2 separate regions of the Pan troglodytes genome follow, and region 1 is linked to region 2. Evidence: chromatin contacts called from public Hi-C data. All regions are on one chromosome and are shown on one strand. Each heading gives the region's core, a stretch centred on a gene start, on an enhancer-like site or on the middle of the called end of the contact. The rest is flanking DNA. Distances are from core to core; before and after follow the strand shown.

The links. A called contact is a pair of places that touch in the nucleus more often than the background predicts.
Region 1: a contact with region 2 is called in a Hi-C map of stem cell-derived neural progenitor cells, with 2.9 times the contacts expected there. The contact joins the promoter of LOC107969413 here to the promoter of SOCS6 in region 2. A contact is called at or near these places in 2 of 7 Hi-C or Micro-C datasets (blood and stem cell-derived neural progenitor cells) and 1 of 1 datasets of contacts at active chromatin or transcription factors (stem cell-derived excitatory neurons).

Annotation. Positions count from the first base shown.
Region 1 is chr17:80,473,811-80,477,568 of NHGRI_mPanTro3-v2.0_pri, forward strand. It overlaps LOC107969413 (small ribosomal subunit protein uS5-like), which reads left to right and starts at 1,334. Exons shown (of 2, transcript XM_054671930.2): 1 at 1,334-3,758. The coding sequence starts at 3,122.
Region 2 is chr17:80,331,810-80,335,974 of NHGRI_mPanTro3-v2.0_pri, forward strand. SOCS6 (suppressor of cytokine signaling 6) reads left to right here and starts at 2,898. Exons shown (of 2, transcript XM_001151286.7): 1 at 2,898-3,136.

The DNA of each region.
Region 1 (3,758 bases), core at 84-2,583, 140 kb after region 2:
ATGTTTTCTTTACACATCCACCTCCATAAACTGTCCGTGCCATCTGGTAGAGACTGTATATGCTGTTGTCCCAGACGCAGGAAGAATCATCTCTTCTGCGATGATGTCTTGACGGAGAGCTCCCATGTCAGAGCTGCTGACTGTGTACCTGCAGCCAGCAAAGCAGGTCCCCTTCCTTTATCTGCCTCTTCCTGTCCGCAGCCCCTTGCATTTCCACCTCAACCTGAGACGGTGAAGCCCTCACTCACATGGGAGAATGTAGAATTGCCCCTGCGTGCATTGCCATACTTTCTAGAGGAGAGCTCAAAGCAGAGCAGGGGCTCAGCAAATGTTGGTTGAATAAATGAATTAATGGATCTACTAAGGTGTTTCTAGGTTCACCCAAATGAACAGTTTACAAAGTTTCTAAGGGCCAGGTGTGGTGGCTCACGCCTATAATTCCAGCACTTTGGGAGGCCAAGGTAGGAGGATAACTTGAGCCAAGGAGTTCTAGGTTAGATTGAGCTGTGATTGAGCCACTGCACTCCAGCCTGGGTCACAGAATGAGACCCTGTCTCTAAACAAGCAAACAAACAAACAGAAGTTTCTTAGGACCCAAAGCCACTAGGAACAAGAATTCAGCCAGGTGCAGTGGCTCACGCCTGCAATCCCAGCCCTCTGGGAGGCTGGGACAGGTGGATTTTTTGAGCCCAGGAGTTCAAGACCAGCCTGGGTAACATGATGAAACCTCACGTCTACAAAAAAAAAAAAAAAAAAAAAAAAAAATTAGCCTGGCATGGTGGTGCACACCTGTTGTCCCAGCTACTCAAGAGGCTGAAGTGGGCAGACTGCTTGAGCCCAGGAGGTCCAGGCTGCAGTGAGCTGAGATCATACCATTGCACTCCAGCCTGGGTGACAGAGCAAGACCTTGTCTCCAAAAAACAAACAAACAAACAAACAAACAAACAAAACGTGAATTCAGAAATGGTTGTCACAGATGAAGTATGTAATAATGGAAGAGCATTTCTGACTTAGAAGAACAAGTACCTAGAAACAATGTCCATGTTACAAGGGAAAGGCACTGCTACTGTGGTGATGGATTTTGGTGGCATTAAAACCAAATGATTTATGTATTGAGATAATGAGACTGTATCATCCTGCTTTTCATTTAAAGGCTGTTATTTAGTTTAATGATAACTTCAAGCTAGAAGGTAGGACTAGGAGTGCGGATTAAGTATTGAGCAATGGTTAAGAAAAGAGTTGATGGTAGGTACCATGAAGAGTAATCATGAGATGAAATTTTCAAAGGTCACCCTGTTTAATTCTAATCTGAACAATCAATGCATTAAATTATCTCAATAATTTATTTAAATCAACACTCATATAAATAGGGGTGAGTACATCGATTTTGACCATTTCCTGAGTTCCAATTCACATAAGTGCTTGTGGCCAGAGGTAGGTAGATGGAGAAAATATTTTGCCCTCTTCAAGAGCTTTAGCCTGAGTACTAGCACAGGTGTTTCAGTGGTGTCTGAAAGTCAAAGTGAAACTGTATTGCTTGTGGCTATCTAGTTCCTGAATTATAAAAGAAACTGCTGATCTTCATTGCTGTTTTTTGAATATTTTGTTACTGACAGATCAAATATTCACTAGGCTTTATCAAGTATGCCTGTGTGTGTATTCACATCATTAAACTAATATTTACTGCACACTCCTCTAAGTACTATATGTGTGTTGACTTATTTAATTCTCTCAACAGTCTGTGAGGAAGTCCTTATCATTCTTTATGTTAAGATAAGGACCAGCCTGGCCAACATGGTGAAACCCTGTCTCTACTAAAAATACAAAAAATTAGGCCCGGCGCGGTGGCTCACGCCTGTAATCCCAGCACTTTGGGAGGCCGAGGCGGGCGGATCACCTGACATCAGGAGTTTGAGACCAGCCTGGCCAACGTGGTGAAACCCCGTCTCTACTAAAAACACAAAACAAAATTAACCAGGTATGGTGGCGGATGCCTGTAATCCCAGCTACTCAGGAGGCTGGGCAGGAGAATCGCTTGAACCCGGGAGGTGGAGGTTGCAGTGAGCCGAGATCACACCACTGCACTCCAGCCTGGGCGACAGAGCAAGACTGTCTCAAAAAAAAAAAAAAAAAAAAAAGGAAAGGGAAGTATCGGGAGGTGATCACACAGTCCTAGTTCCACACTCAACACTGACTGCCACAGCCACTGCTGTACAGGGAGGGCCACTGGCTGGCCTGTCTACACGTGTTCTTCCAGGGAAATGATGCAACTGTCAGACGACATTCAGACCCTGATAGGGTATCATCCACAAACACAACCTGGAGGCACAGTGTACCCGCTTCAGCTTTTGAACTCTGCTTACAGTATTATTGGAGTGGTCAAAATGGGGATGGCTTCTACAACAAAACCTCTAAAACCAAAGGAACAGGATTTGTCACAACTCCTGGTGTCCTCAGGGACAAATGCACCTTGGTGATGCTGAGGGCTGGGACTCAGGCTGCGCCTGTTCCGCTGCTGCAGCCTCACTTTGTCCCGTCCCTGACTTGGAATGAAATACTTGCCTCCAGCTGGGATGTAAACATTTTGGAGTCTTTCGATATTTGTTCCAATTTAGCCAGTCATCATTGACATTTTCCTGGAAATTTGCACAATATTCTTTCATTTGTTTTAACACTGGGATGAATTCCAAATGAAGAAGGCTCACTATTCTTGTGTGTTTTTAAAAAAAATTTTGAACCTCTCCCTCCATTTTTAGATGAATAAATGTGAAGAAAGAGACGAAAGAACATAGAATTCAGAAAAATGATGTGGATGTATTAACTATGCCTAAGTTACCAAACCGAGCCTCCTGAAGACTCTACGTTGGTCACCCCCATCCATGTCATATTCAGGCAGGGCGGCCGCAAGTGGATGCCGGTGTGCTTCTGACTTCGGGTTTTCTCTGAAAGCCATTAAGACAGGAAACAAAGGATGTTACGTCGTGATGACGAACATAGAACAGCTTCTAAAACAAACAAGTTACATAGTGATGAGGAACATAGAAGAGCTTCTAAAACAAAGGATGTTACGTAGTGATGACGAACAAGAACAGCTTCTACTTCTTCTCTGAGAAAACACCAAATGGCGGATAACGCCGGTGCAGCGGGGGCCGGAAGCCCCGGGGGACCCTGGGATGGGGAACTGCGGTGGTTTCCGCTGAGGTTTCCGCAGTGGCATCCGGGCCGGGGTCGCGGCCGTGGATCTGGCCGTGGACCGGGCCAGGGCCGAGGTTGCGGAGCTCGCGGAGTCAAGGCCAAGGATAAGGGGTGGACGCCCATTACCAAGCTGGGCCTCCTGGTCAAGGACATGAAGATCAAGTCCCTGGAGGAGATCTATCTCTTCTCTCTGCCCATCAAGGAATCTGAGATCATTGGCTTTTTCCTGGGGGCCTCTCTCAAGGACGAGGTTTTGAAGATTATGCCGGTGCAGAAGCCGACCCGCGCCGGCCAGCGCACCAGGTTCAAGGCATTTGTTGCCATCGGGGACTATAATTGCCACGTCGGTCTGCGTGTTAAGTGCTCCAAAGAGGTGGCCACTGCCATCCGCGGGGCCATTATCCTGGCCAAGCTCTCCATTGTCCCCGTGCGCAGAGGCTACTGGGGGAACAAGATCGGCAAGCCCCACACCGTCCCTTGCAAGGTGACAGGCCGCTGCGGCTCTGTGCTGGTCGGCTTCATCCCCACGCCCAGGGGCACTGGCGCCGTTTCGGCGCCTGTGC
Region 2 (4,165 bases), core at 1,648-4,147:
AATCCTCCAGCCTCAGCCTCCTGAACAGCTGGAACTATAGGCATGCGCCATCACGCCCAGCTAATTGTTGTATTTTTAGTAGAGACAGGGTTTTGCCACGTTGCCCAGGCTGGTCTCAAATTCCCTGGCTCAAGCAATCCACTGGCTTTGGCCTCCCAAAGTGCTGGGATTACAGGTGTGAGCCACTGCGCCCAGCCTGGTTCTTTTTGTAGACAGAGTCTTGCTCTATTGCCCAGGCTGGAGTGTAGTGGCATGTTCATAGCTCACTGCAACCTGGAACTGTTGGGCTGAAGTGATCCTCCCACCTCCATGCCACTACGCCCTGCTAATATTTTAATTTTTTGTAGAGATGACATCTGGCCATGTTGCCCAGGCTGGTCTCGAATCCCTGGCCTCAAGTGAACCTCCCGCCTTGGCCTCCCAAACTGCTGGGATTACAGGTGTAAGCCTCCCTGTCTGGCCTAGGCAAGAGTTTAAGTAGGTGAGTCAGGGGCACATATCTTAGCTGTGCTGGGTGTTGGTAGGGCAAAGATAAGATTCCCTCCAAACGGAGAGTGAGTGCTGATGGAAAAAAGGGTTCATTGGCAGACGGCCAAGAAGATATCACATGTTTATGGCCAAGAAGTGTTTGGAATTCAGCCATGCATGGAGATTTTAATAGTATATCTAGACACTAATATCTCTACCCTGAAGTTGTTGCTATGTTATTGTTATCACTAGTGGTAAAGGGCTCATATTCTGAAATCACAGAGGCCTAAGCCTGAATTCCAACTCTGCCCCATAGTAGCTGTGACTTTGGGAGAGTAAATTACTACTTTCACACTGCAAGTCTCAGTTTCCTCATCAGAAATATGGGGGTGATGTTAATACTGACCTTATAGGATTGATATGAAAATTGAAGGATATGACATATTCAAAAGAGCTGAATGCAAGGCCAGACTCACGAAGTTTTATTACCTACATTAGGCCCCTAGTGGTTTTTGTGCATTATTTCATGTAATCTTACAACTATTTGACATAATTAATATCGAGCCCCCTCACTCACCCTTTACAAAAGTAGAAACTGAGGTTCCAACTGAGAAACTTGTTTGAGGTCACACAGCTGTATGACCTGTCAAAACTGTGCTTCTGCACCAGCTCTGCCAGACTCAGAACCCCAGGGTCTTAACCATACATTTAAGTGTCTCCTAGAAGAGTCAACACTTCCCCATCCTGCACAGCCCCATTGCTGCGTGAAAGGCTCACTAACCCCCTGCTGCACAGCTCCTACTGGTTGTCATTTTAGAAAAAATAGGGAGACACTGGAACCCCGAGGCAGTAGGATTGAAACGTTTGCTTTTCTTTTTTTTTTTTTTTGAGACGGCATCTTCCTCTGTCACCCAGGCTGGAGTGCAGTGGTGCGATCTCGGCTTACTGCAACCTCCGCCTCCCGGGTTCAAACGATTCTCCTGCCTCAGCCTCCTGAGTAGCTGGGATTACAGGCAGCTGCCACCATGCCCAGCTACTTTTTGTATTTTTAGTAGAGATGGGGTTTCACTGTGTTGGCCAGGCAGGTCTCGATCTCCTGATCTTGTGATCCGCCCGCCTCGGCCTCCCAAAGTGCTGGGATTACAGGCATGAGCCACCGTTAATTACTGTTTGTTGTGTTTCCCACTAACTTCTCTGACAATTCTATTTCAACCTACATTCTCCAATCACTGTAATTAGATATTTGAGAATTGTGTTGCATTTCAATCACGGTAACAATAATGGTAGTATTTTATTAATAAATTCAAGTAAAAACTGAAGATGACAATGATAGTGTATGATACATGACATCAACTTTGCATCACCTAAAGATCCAACTTTTCTGTTATGAATCTAGATTTCTTGGGGAAATCTAGATTGTATATTGGACATAGGAATTAAGATTACTGGACTTGAACTTTTTTGTAACTAACAACTTTATTGAGATATAATTCGGGTACCAACTCATACCTGAACAACTTTTTAGACTTTTTTTCTAGCCCTTTTTTCTCTGTACTTTCGGTTTTCTTTTAAAAAGGTCCATACTATTCAAGAAACACAACTTTTAAAGTCCACAATAATTCTCGTTAGATTTTAATAATATTTATCTCCCCCCAAGCTTTATTGAAATACTAATGATACTCATTTTTTTAACCACTTTTCATCGTAAGAGAAATACAAATTTTCCTATTGATTCTTATGGACAAAAATCAAGTTTTTGTGGTACTGCTATACATTAGTAGTATGTTCAGCCAGTTTCCAAAGAAATTAGTTAAGATCCCAACATGCAACTTGTATACCACACTACCTTGGAATTCGGCGGCACAAACAACTATTCCTTGTACAAAACCTCCCTGAAAACGACTAAATGGAAAAGTAGATGGCTTGAAACAAGGAATGTTTGGTTTTTTAAAAAGCATTTTTCACAATTTAGTCGAGGTGTGGGGAGGGTTTCCCCACTTGTGGCTCTGCACAGCGTGCGCGCGCGTCTGTCCTGGGGTCCCCTCCCTGCGGGGACGAGGCCGGGGTCCCCGCGCGAGCCCAGCGGACCTGGGCAGTGCGGGGGTCCGACCGCCCGCCACAGGGGGACAGGGACCGCAGCCGCCAAATCCGCGGGGCCGGGGGCCGAGGAGACTTTCCTCTCCGCGTTAGCCGGGGCCACCCCCGCCAGAGGGAAAGCACCAAAGGAAAAACCAGGACAGGGACTCTGGGGGCGGGAGGAGCGGCCGCCTGCAGGCACCAGCGGAGGGGCGCGGGGGTGGGGGAAGGGATCAGGGCTCCGCGCTCCGTCCGCCCCACGACCCCGACCCGGCGCCCCTCCCCTCGGAACCCCCACTTAGTGCCCGGCCCCCGCCCCGCCCCGCCCCGCCCCGCCCCGCCCCGCGCGGCCCCCGGCCTCAGCCCCGCGCGCCCCGACGCCCCGCCTGCGCCGCGGGCCCGAGTAGTGGGCGCGGGGCGGCCCGCTCGGCTCCTCCGCACCCGCTCCGCGCTCGGGCCGAGGCGCCGCGGCCGCGCGCCCCTCCTGGAGGAGGAGGAGGAAGGAGGCGGGAGGAGGAGTTGCCGAGAGGAGAAGGCGAGCGCGGCAGTCGCGCCGGCGCTGGGCGAGGAAGCGGAGCCGGGCCGCCTCCGGGTAAGCGTCCGGGGAGCTCGGGCGGGAGGCAGGGGCAGGGCTTCGCCGTCCGCCTCCGGCTCGCCCGCGGTCCGGGGCACCGTCCGCGGGGCTGGTTTTCGCCTCGGAGTGCAGGGGGCGGATCCGGCGCGGGCCGGGCCAGGGAGGCCGCCGGGCGCGGGGCTGCAGCGGCGGGTCTGGGTCAGCGCGAGGCCCTGCGCCGTCTCGGCGGGTGCGCGGGCGGGGGCCAGGGCCGGGGAACGGGGGCCGGGGCCAGTCCCGGGAGCGGGGACGCGGAAACCGGGGAGCCGGGGCCGGGGCGCGGCGGCCCCTGAAGGGCCGAGGCCTGCGCGGCCGCGGGCGGCTCTTCTCGACCCCTCGGCCTCTTCGGCCGCGGCGCGCCGGCCTGGGCCGCCGCCTTTGTTGCCCGCAGCTCGCCGGGGAGAGGCCGGGGCTCCGCGAGGCCTGGGCAGCGGCGCGGGGCCTGCGCGGCTCTGCGCCCCGGCCGGGTCCCTCCTCGGACCTCCGCGGGCTCGGGCTCGGGCTCGGGCTCGGGGTCGGGGCGCGGCGAGGCCGCAGGCGCGAGGGCGGGCCTGGGGCGCGGCGCTGGGACTCGGGGACGCCCCCGCCCCACCGCGAGGTCGCGCCGGCGCTGGTGGAGGTGCAGGCCGGGGCTGCTCTGCGGCTGAAGGTGCCGCCGGCCGGCCGCGCACTCACCCGGGTGTAGGGACGGGACGATTGTGGAATTTAAACCGCTCCTGGGACCGACACGGGCCTGAATTTTCAGTTTGCTTCTGGAGTTGGCAACTTCAGGTACACCCTTGTGGCTCACGGAGCAGAATTATGGACGTTTCTCAGGGGCAGATCCTGGCACAAAACTTGGGATGTGTGCAGTAGTGTGTGTGCCAACTTAACGTTCAGTTGGAATGTGAAATTGGGGTTCCCATCCCCACTGTTTGGAATGAAGGGCCAGGTGGGAATATGTGGCGGGACTCAGTCTTCCGGTAGCAAAATAAATAATGTTGAATTCATTTCAACAAATGTTTCTGC